3 separate regions of the Pan troglodytes genome follow, and regions 2 and 3 are each linked to region 1. The links are chromatin contacts, called in public HiChIP or PLAC-seq maps. All regions are on one chromosome and are shown on one strand. The core of a region is the stretch at or near the end of the contact, and the rest is flanking DNA. Distances in the headings are between cores, read along the strand shown.

What was found. HiChIP or PLAC-seq counts read pairs in DNA pulled down with a chosen protein or histone mark.
Region 2: an H3K4me3 HiChIP or PLAC-seq map of stem cell-derived excitatory neurons shows a contact between it and region 1, with 2.7 times the contacts expected there. The contact joins the promoter of POU6F1 here to the promoter of CSRNP2 in region 1. A contact is called at or near these places in 1 of 7 Hi-C or Micro-C datasets (stem cell-derived neural progenitor cells) and 1 of 1 datasets of contacts at active chromatin or transcription factors (stem cell-derived excitatory neurons).
Region 3: a contact with region 1 is called in an H3K4me3 HiChIP or PLAC-seq map of stem cell-derived excitatory neurons, with 3 times the contacts expected there. The contact joins the promoter of DAZAP2 here to the promoter of CSRNP2 in region 1. A contact is called at or near these places in 1 of 7 Hi-C or Micro-C datasets (stem cell-derived neural progenitor cells) and 1 of 1 datasets of contacts at active chromatin or transcription factors (stem cell-derived excitatory neurons).

The regions. Positions count from the first base shown.
Region 1 is chr10:44,779,889-44,782,588 of NHGRI_mPanTro3-v2.0_pri, forward strand. It overlaps CSRNP2 (cysteine and serine rich nuclear protein 2), which reads left to right and starts at 1,258. Exons shown (of 6, transcript XM_063785634.1): 1 at 1,258-1,612.
Region 2 is chr10:44,643,963-44,646,662 of NHGRI_mPanTro3-v2.0_pri, forward strand. It overlaps POU6F1 (POU class 6 homeobox 1), which reads left to right and starts at 1,318. Exons shown (of 11, transcript XM_054663334.2): 1 at 1,318-2,700.
Region 3 is chr10:44,625,016-44,627,715 of NHGRI_mPanTro3-v2.0_pri, forward strand. It overlaps DAZAP2 (DAZ associated protein 2), which reads right to left and starts at 1,397. Exons shown (of 4, transcript XM_003952190.6): 1 at 1,167-1,397. The coding sequence starts at 1,179.

The DNA of each region.
Region 1 (2,700 bases), core at 8-2,507:
TTATAGTTCAAGGGAAAGACAACAGAGAAGAAACCAAGGCTCTGTGTCCTTGGCAAATCACATACAAATTTGACTTCTTAATCTTGGTTTTCCCCTTTTTTTTCTTTTTCTTTTTCTTTTTTTTTTTTTTGAGACGGAGTTTCGCTCTTGTTGACCATGCTGGAGGGCAATGGTGCAGTCTTGGCTCACTGCAACCTCCGCCTCCCGGGTTCAAGCCATTCTCCTGGGTCGGCCTCCCGAGGAGCTGGGATTAAAGGCACGTGCTACCACCCTCGGCTAATTTTTGTATTTTTAGTAGAGACAGGGTTTCACCACGTTGGTCAGGCTGGTCTCGAACTCCTGACCTCATGGCCCGCCCGCCTCGGCCTCCCAAAGTGCTGGGATTACAGGCATGAGCCACCGCGCCTGGCGCCCTTTCTTAAAAATAGGTTGCGGAAGGGCGCGGTGGCTCATGCGTATAATCCCAGCACTTTGGGAGGCCGAGGCGGGCGGATCGCCTGGGCCCAGGAGTGCAAGACCAGCTGGGGCAACATGGCGAAAACCACTTTTCTATTTAAATAAATAAATTAGTTTGCAAAGTTGAGAAGATTTTTTTTTTTTTTTTTTTTTTTTTTGAGACGGAGTCTCTCTCTTTCTCCCAGGCTGGAGTGCAGTGGCGCGATCTCGGCTCACTGCAAGCTCCGCCTCCCGGGTTCACGCCATTCTCCTGCCTCAGCCTCCCGAGTAGCTGGGACTACAGGCGCCCGCCACCACGCCCGGCTAATTTTTGTATTTTTTAGTAGAGACGGGGTTTCACCTTGTTAGCCAGGATGGTCTCGATCTCCTGACCTCGTGATCCGCCCACCTCGGCCTCCCAAAGTGCTGGGATTACAGGCGTGAGCCACCGCGCCCGGCAGCAATTTTTTTTTTTTTTTTTTTTTAAAGAAAACACTCAAAGCACTCCCTCATATAAGTAGATAACTCAAGATATTGCTTGTATTCTTTATAACCTGCGCAGGCTGCAATAAGTCATATTGCTGAAGACTAAGACCCCATGAGCGAGGAGAAGGGGGGATCATGTTCCTAATGGCGTGTGGTCAGGACACGAAAGAAAAAGGGAGCTTTGGAGGAGAATTCGTTTATTTAAGATCTGTAGCTGAGTCTCCTCTCTTCCCCCATTAAAAGGTTGCAGCAGAGATGCCGCCTCGGGAGCCGGTTTGCCCGCCGGCTTCGGCTTTGCAGCAGTTACCGCCTACAACTCCCGGCATGCTGCTGGGCGTGGGGCCGGCCCGTAGACTCCATTTCCCAGCCAGCCCCGGGTCTCGGTCAGGACGTGCCGGCGCCTATAAGAGCCAGTGCGCTGCAGCCGGAGCCTATTGTTAGCCGGAGCCGGGGCGGTTCTGGGCGTCTGCTGCTGGGGGCGCCCGAGTTGCCGGAGCCGCCCGGCCCTCTCTGCTTGCCGGCTGGGCTGCCCACCGCCCTCCCTCCCCGCCCTGCCGCCCTGGGAGCTCCCCGGCCGTCGCCGCGGGGCCCGGGACTCGCTCGCTCCTCCCTCCTTCCCACCGGGCTAGGGCGGCGGCGGCAGCGGGGGCGGCAGCGACCATCACGGGAGGAGGCAGCTGCGGCGGGGCTGGTAATGGGCCTAGGGGTGCGGGGCGGAGGGTGCGCCTCGTCCTTTCTCGGGATCGGCCCTCGGGCGGCCGTGGAGGAGTGGTCAAGCCCAGAGCTGTGCGGATGGAGGGGTCAGAAATGAGAGGCTCGGACGGGAGCGGTCGGGGGGCGGGGAGGTCGGGTGCCGTTGGGAAGGAACCGAGTCGGGAAGAGGCGTGGGAGCGAGGGGCACCGAGGACGCTGGCCCGGACTGCGGGGGCAGCTCGCGGGAGACCGATGGGCGGCTTGGAAGCCTGCAGGATTGCGGATGAGGATTGAGTTCGGAATGGAGTGGAGAATGATGTAGGATGGAGGAAAGTGAAGGAAGGGGAGGGGGAACAGAGGAAAATGTGGGAGGAGTGGTTGGGAATTTGTGAGTAGCAGGCAGGAAGGGATGAGGAAGGCTGGGTAGGGGCTGCAGAGGATTGGAACGAGCGGGAAGGTTAGCAGGAATCAGAGGGAAGTGGGCCGAGAGCTGAAGGGTTCGGCAGGAGTGTTCATTAAAAGGAACTGGTGACTTGACATGTCCCTTCGCTCCGGTTCCTGATGTCTCCCATATTTCTGGCGTCGTGTGGGAAAATGAAAGCATCAATTGCCCTGGTTGCTAGCTTGATCTTTTTTCTTAGGCCCAATTACGCAGCCAACTGCCACCCGTCCCTTTTAGTGCTGTGGTCTTGATTCATCCTTTTAAAGGGGTTGAGAGTGGCAGTGTGACACACAAACTGTTCTTCAGAATGAAATGCTAGAAGTTATCCCCACAAGACAACACTGTCCCCTTGTCCTGCAGTTTTCAGTTCGAGGTAAATCCATAGTTCAGATTTTTTTCTTCACTGGCTTTCTGTCTTGCAAATCCACAAAGCCAGGATGTTGGTTGTGCCGGTGTTATAAATGACTGGATATCCTTGAGAGTTAATGCAGCATCATGTTCCAGTTCCCACAAAGATCTGTCTTCCACACGATGGTAGTTTAGGCATGGAAAATTCTAACCTTGTATTAGTGAATGGGTAAAAATCGGGGAGTGGGGGTGGTGAGTGCACGGCTTTCTTTAAACACCTAGCTTAAGCGGGGGGG
Region 2 (2,700 bases), core at 68-2,567, 140 kb before region 1:
CATCAATAATGGAATGGATAAATTGTAGTATAATTATGCAATGGAATACTACACAGCAATAAAAAAATACTTCTACATTCAACAACATGGATGAATCTCAAAAACATATATTGAGGCCGGGTGTGGTGGCTGACGCCTGTAATCCCAGCACTTTGGGAGGCCGAGGAGGGCGGATGACTTGAGGTCAGGAGTTTGAGACCAGCCTGGCCAACATGGTGAAACCCTGTGTCTACCAAAAGTATAAAAAATTAGCTGGGAGTGTGGTGGCTCATGCCTGTAATCCCAGCACTTTAGGAGGCTGAGGTGGGCGGATCATGAGGTCAGGAGTTCAAGACCAGCCTGACCAACATGGTGAAACCCCATCTCTACTAAAAATACAAAAATTAGCCGGGCATGGTGGCGTGTGCTTGTAATCCCAGCTACTCAGGAGGCTGAGGCAGGAGAATCACTCGAACCTGGGAGGTGGAGGTTGCAGTGAGCCAAGATCACACCATTGCACTCCAGCCTGGGTGACAGAGCGAGACTCCATCTCGAAAAAAAAAAGAAAAAAAAATTAGCTGGGCGTGATGGCACGCACCTGCAGTCCCAGCTACTTGGGAGGCTGAGGCAGGAGAACCACTTGAACCCGAGAGGCGGAGGTTGCAGTGAGCCGAGATCACACCACTGCACTCCAGCCTGGGCGACAGAGCAAGACTCCGTCTCAAAAAAAAAAAATTTTTGTTGAGTGACAGAAGTCAAACACAAAAGATTGCATATTGTCTGATTCCATTTATGAGAAGTTCAAGAATCAGCTCAAGTAATCAATCTATGGTGACAGAAATCAGAATAATGGTTACTTTGGGAATTTATGGCCTGTGAAGGTATATAAGGGAATCCTCAGGTCTTGGAAAGGCTCTATATCTTGTTTTGGGTGGGGATTACATGGATATATATATGTGTGTGAGTATATACATGTATATATAGACATGTATATATGTATACACTTGTGTATCTATACATGTGTATCTATGTACACACATACACGTATCTATGTACACACACACACATATCTGTACACACACACATACACGTGTATATATGTACACACACACGTGTATATATGTACACACACACGTGTATATGTACACACACACGTGTATATGCACACACACGTATATATGTGTACACACACACGTGTATATGTGTACACACACACGTGTATATGTGTACACACACATATATACATGTGTATATGTATATACGTGTAAAAATTTATCAAGGTATACACATACTGTGTACATGTTATGCCCCAATAAACACAGAAACAAAAAGTAATATATGCTCATCAAATATTAAGCAATGCATTAGTGTATACAACATAAAGAAAACCGTGATTAACATTTTTATGTATGTCTCCCTGAACTCCTCTGATCACATCCATATTTCTTTCTTCAAACTGTCGCTGATATCCATGCTATCCGAAGCCTTTGATCTATGTGTAGCACCAAACCAAGTGACATAAATGAAAAGTTTCAACCTTCATGTGACAAAGTTCAGCAGCAATACTGAGGCCCTTCTTCACATAAAGAGTAGTGGGAAATACAAACATGAGTAAGTCACAACCAGTGCTCTCAAAGAATTCACAGTCCAGGGAGAGAAACTACAGGGACTACCGGCCAAATAAAAACCCCAAGAACTGTAATACCAAGCCACGCAGTAGAGTTTCACATGGCCATTAAAACGAGTTCAAACTATTGTACAAGGAATGACACCTTACAGTTGTATAGAGCTTGCAGCTTTCAGTTTTTTCACATACAGGCTCACAAACTTAACCCTATGAAGTAGTCATTATAAATGTCATTATAAATATTATCCTTGTTTTATAAGTAATGAAAAATTACTTGCCTGGACGGCTAGTGGAAGAGTTGGGACTAAAACCTAAGTATTCTGACTCCTAATACATTGGTTACTCATAAATCCGCCGCCAGCAGTACCTGCTCACTTCCAGATGGAAACAGCAAGCTGATAACAGCCTAGTCCACTGGCCAGGTTAACGAGGAGGCCGGGCCATTCAATGCCCTTCCACCATGAGGCCTTACGGAGCAGTCCCGGGGAGGACTGAGGCCTCCAACTGCATTCTCACACTGCCTCTAACCCATCTACCTCTAGCTATCCTCAGACCACCAAATATCGGGAGAGGGTGGGAGGGGGAACAGCCTAGGATGACAGCAGGTGGCCTCAGTATTGGGATCCACATTCACTGGATTTACAGAGCCTCCTTCCTTCCCAGTTCTTCTCTCCATTCCCACGCTTCCACTTTGGTCTTCCAACTTTTTTCTCTTTCAGTTGTCCACCACTTCTCCAATCTGCTTTCCCTCAGCCGCCCACATCCACCCCTTTTCTGGTCCCCTCTCTACCTTAAGAAGCTGCTAGAGGTTTTTCACCATTCCACTGAACTTTGTCTTTCTGTTCACATTTCCTTGTCTACTTGGACAAGAAGGCCGGAAATGTGCTTTTAGACAACACAGCCCACGGCCGCCACCGGGTGAGAGACCTGGGACCCTTCGCTGCTTTGGCGCTGGGGCACAGCTGTTCAGAGGTTCTCCACGTTGGCTGAGCGATGTCTGAGTTCCCCCGCCTTTCTAGGGAGGGAGGGATAGACATAAACTTGACTTTCAACGTTGAGGACAGTTGACTACCTAGAGGAAAGGCGGTGGCCGG
Region 3 (2,700 bases), core at 147-2,646, 150 kb before region 1:
TAAGTCTACCTGGGCCCAAGTTCCCTCCGGAATGCAGGACAGGTCTGGGGTTCTGGCCTGCTGCTGTTCTGGCTTATCAAGGGTGCCTCTGCTCTAGGTAGTCTCCACAGCCTGTCTACAACCAGCCCAGACTTCGTGGGTAACAGCAGTTCTGATTTTCCTTACAGATTACTATTCAAGGTCGACTTCCAAACAAAGGGTGTGAATGATGGAAGTGAACCGTGAGACTGGGAAAAGGGTGCAGGGGTGAGGAGGAATATCCTCACTGGAAAAGCGGGGGATCAGGTTTGGTTTTTTGTTTGTTCCGAGACGGAGTCTCGCTCTTTTGCCCAGGCTGGAGTGCAGTGGCGCGATCTCGGCTCACTGCAACCTCCGTCTCCTGGGTTCAAGCAATTCTCCTACCCCAGCCTTCCGAGTAGCTGGGATTACAGGCGCCCGCCACCACGCCCAGCTAATTTTTGCATTTTTTAATAGAGACGGGGTTTCACCACGTTGGCCAGGCTGGTCTCGAACTCTTGACCTCAGGTGATCCGCCCGCCTCGGCCTCCCAAACTGCTGGGATTACAGGCGTGAGCAACCTCGCTCGGCTTTTTTTTTTTTTTTTTCTATTCCTTTTTTACCCCCTCAACCTATTCCTGCGTTATGGGAATCATGTTCCGACAGACACACTGGTACAACCACAGAAAAGGGGAGAAGTTCTGATCCCGTCAGCGAAGGGCGAGGGGGTGCGAAGGGAAGGAGAAGAGACCTCACAGGCCCCGGCCCACGAACCAACTCCAGCAATTCAGTAGTTAAGTTCGGCCCCGCCGGGGGTTCCGTTGCGCGGCGCCCCGCCTCCGCCGGCTCTCCATTGGCCTACGCGAATGCCTGCGCTAGCGCTCTATTTGCTCCTGCGGATGCCCATCATGTCAAGGCCCCCCCCCACCACCCGAGCCCGCAGCTCCAAACTGCGCCACAGAGTTTACGGAGGAAAGGGCCTGGAGGCAGCAAGCTGCCGTAATTTCGGTTTGACGAAGGCGTCAGGCGCAGCGCCCTGGACTGCAGCCGGCCAGGGAGCATGGCGCAGCCCACCCCAAACCTTGCGTTTGGTGACCCTGGGCTCCGAATCCGCTCGCTCTGGGCCAGCAGTACTCCCCCCGACGACCTCTGCCACCCTCGGTCCTTGCCTTTGCTGTTCATGGTGGTTGCGGGTCCGGTTTGTCTCGGCGTCGCGGACGGTTATTTTTTTCGTCCTCTTCCTGTTCGGAGCTACTTCCGTGTCACATGATGGTCCGTCCGCCTAGCGTCACCCGACGCCCGAGTGGCGCTGCCGCCGGAAACTCCGCCCCTGCGCCGGGCTTCCAGTCGGCCGCGGGAGGGTCCGCGCGGTCCCGCCCACTCGCCTTGTCCCCACCCCCTGCTCGTTTCTGTCCTCCACCCCCCTACCGGTGTCCCTCAGCTGGAGAAAAACCAAACGCAGGTATTGTCTGGAAACAGGATGTTTTCTCTGTTGGACGCTCGGATGCAGAACGATGCAAGCATTCCCCGGAACCTTTTTCCACCTACACGCGTTCACTCAAGGTCACCTCACCTTGGCAACCTTCCACGAGGGGCTTAGATTTCTGCAAATTTGTCGCACTGCCTGAAATCGGCTCCCCACACCTTAGTTTATCATGCGTCCCTCCCCACCAAGCCCAACTTAAGCTTCAGCTCTGTTAAAATTTATTTTGCCACTCCAGCTCACATGTATCCTTTCCTGAATGAGACCTGCACTGGAATCTTCGCTGCCCTGTCTTCCCCAGGACAGTCGTTGCCTTTCTCACGTACAGGAAGGGATTATGTTTTCCGTGCTGTACGCAACACCTGGCACTGAAACTGACATAACTGCACTACCCATGGAGTGTTTGTGGCCCTTTCCTTTTTTTAGCACCTGTTGCAGGTGACCTGTATGGTACCTCTATTTTTCTCTATGTGTGGCTTCTCTTTCTAACCTAATTATCCTTAAGGGCAAAGATGGCATCCTTTAGGGCAGCGATTAAGTGTTTTCTTTTCTTTTTCTTTTTCTTTTTTTTTTTTGAGACGGAGTCTTGCTCGCTTGCCCAGGCTAGAGTGCAGTGGCGCGATCTCACCACAGCCTCCACCTCCCGGGTTCAGGCAATTCTCCTGCCTCAGCTTCCTGAGTAGCTGGGCCTACAGGCGTGCGCCACCATTCCTGGCTAATTTTTGTATTTTTAGTAGAGACGGGGTTTCACTATGTTGGCCAGGCTGGTTTTCTTTCTTTCTAAAAAAAGTTTTAATTTTTTCTTTTTTTTTTTTTTTTTTTTTTTTTTGAGATGGAGTCTTGCTCTGTCGCCCAGGCTGGAGTGCAGTGGCATGATCTCGGTTCACTGCAACCTCCGCCTCCTGGGTTCAAGCAATTCTCCTGCCTCAGCCTCCCGAATAGCTGGGATTACAGGTGCCCGCCACCACGACCGGCAAATTTTGTATTTTTTAGTAGAGACAGGGTTTCACCATGTTGGCCAGGCTGGTCTCGAACTCCTGACCTCAGGTGATCCACCTGCCTCGGCCTCCCAAGGTGCTGGGATTACAGGCATAAGCCACTGCGCCGAGCCTTATTTTTATTTATTTATTTATTTATTTATTTTTGAGACAGAGGCTTGGTCTGTCGCCAGGCTGGAGTGCAGTGGCGCGATCTCAGCTCACTGCAACCTCCGCCTCCAG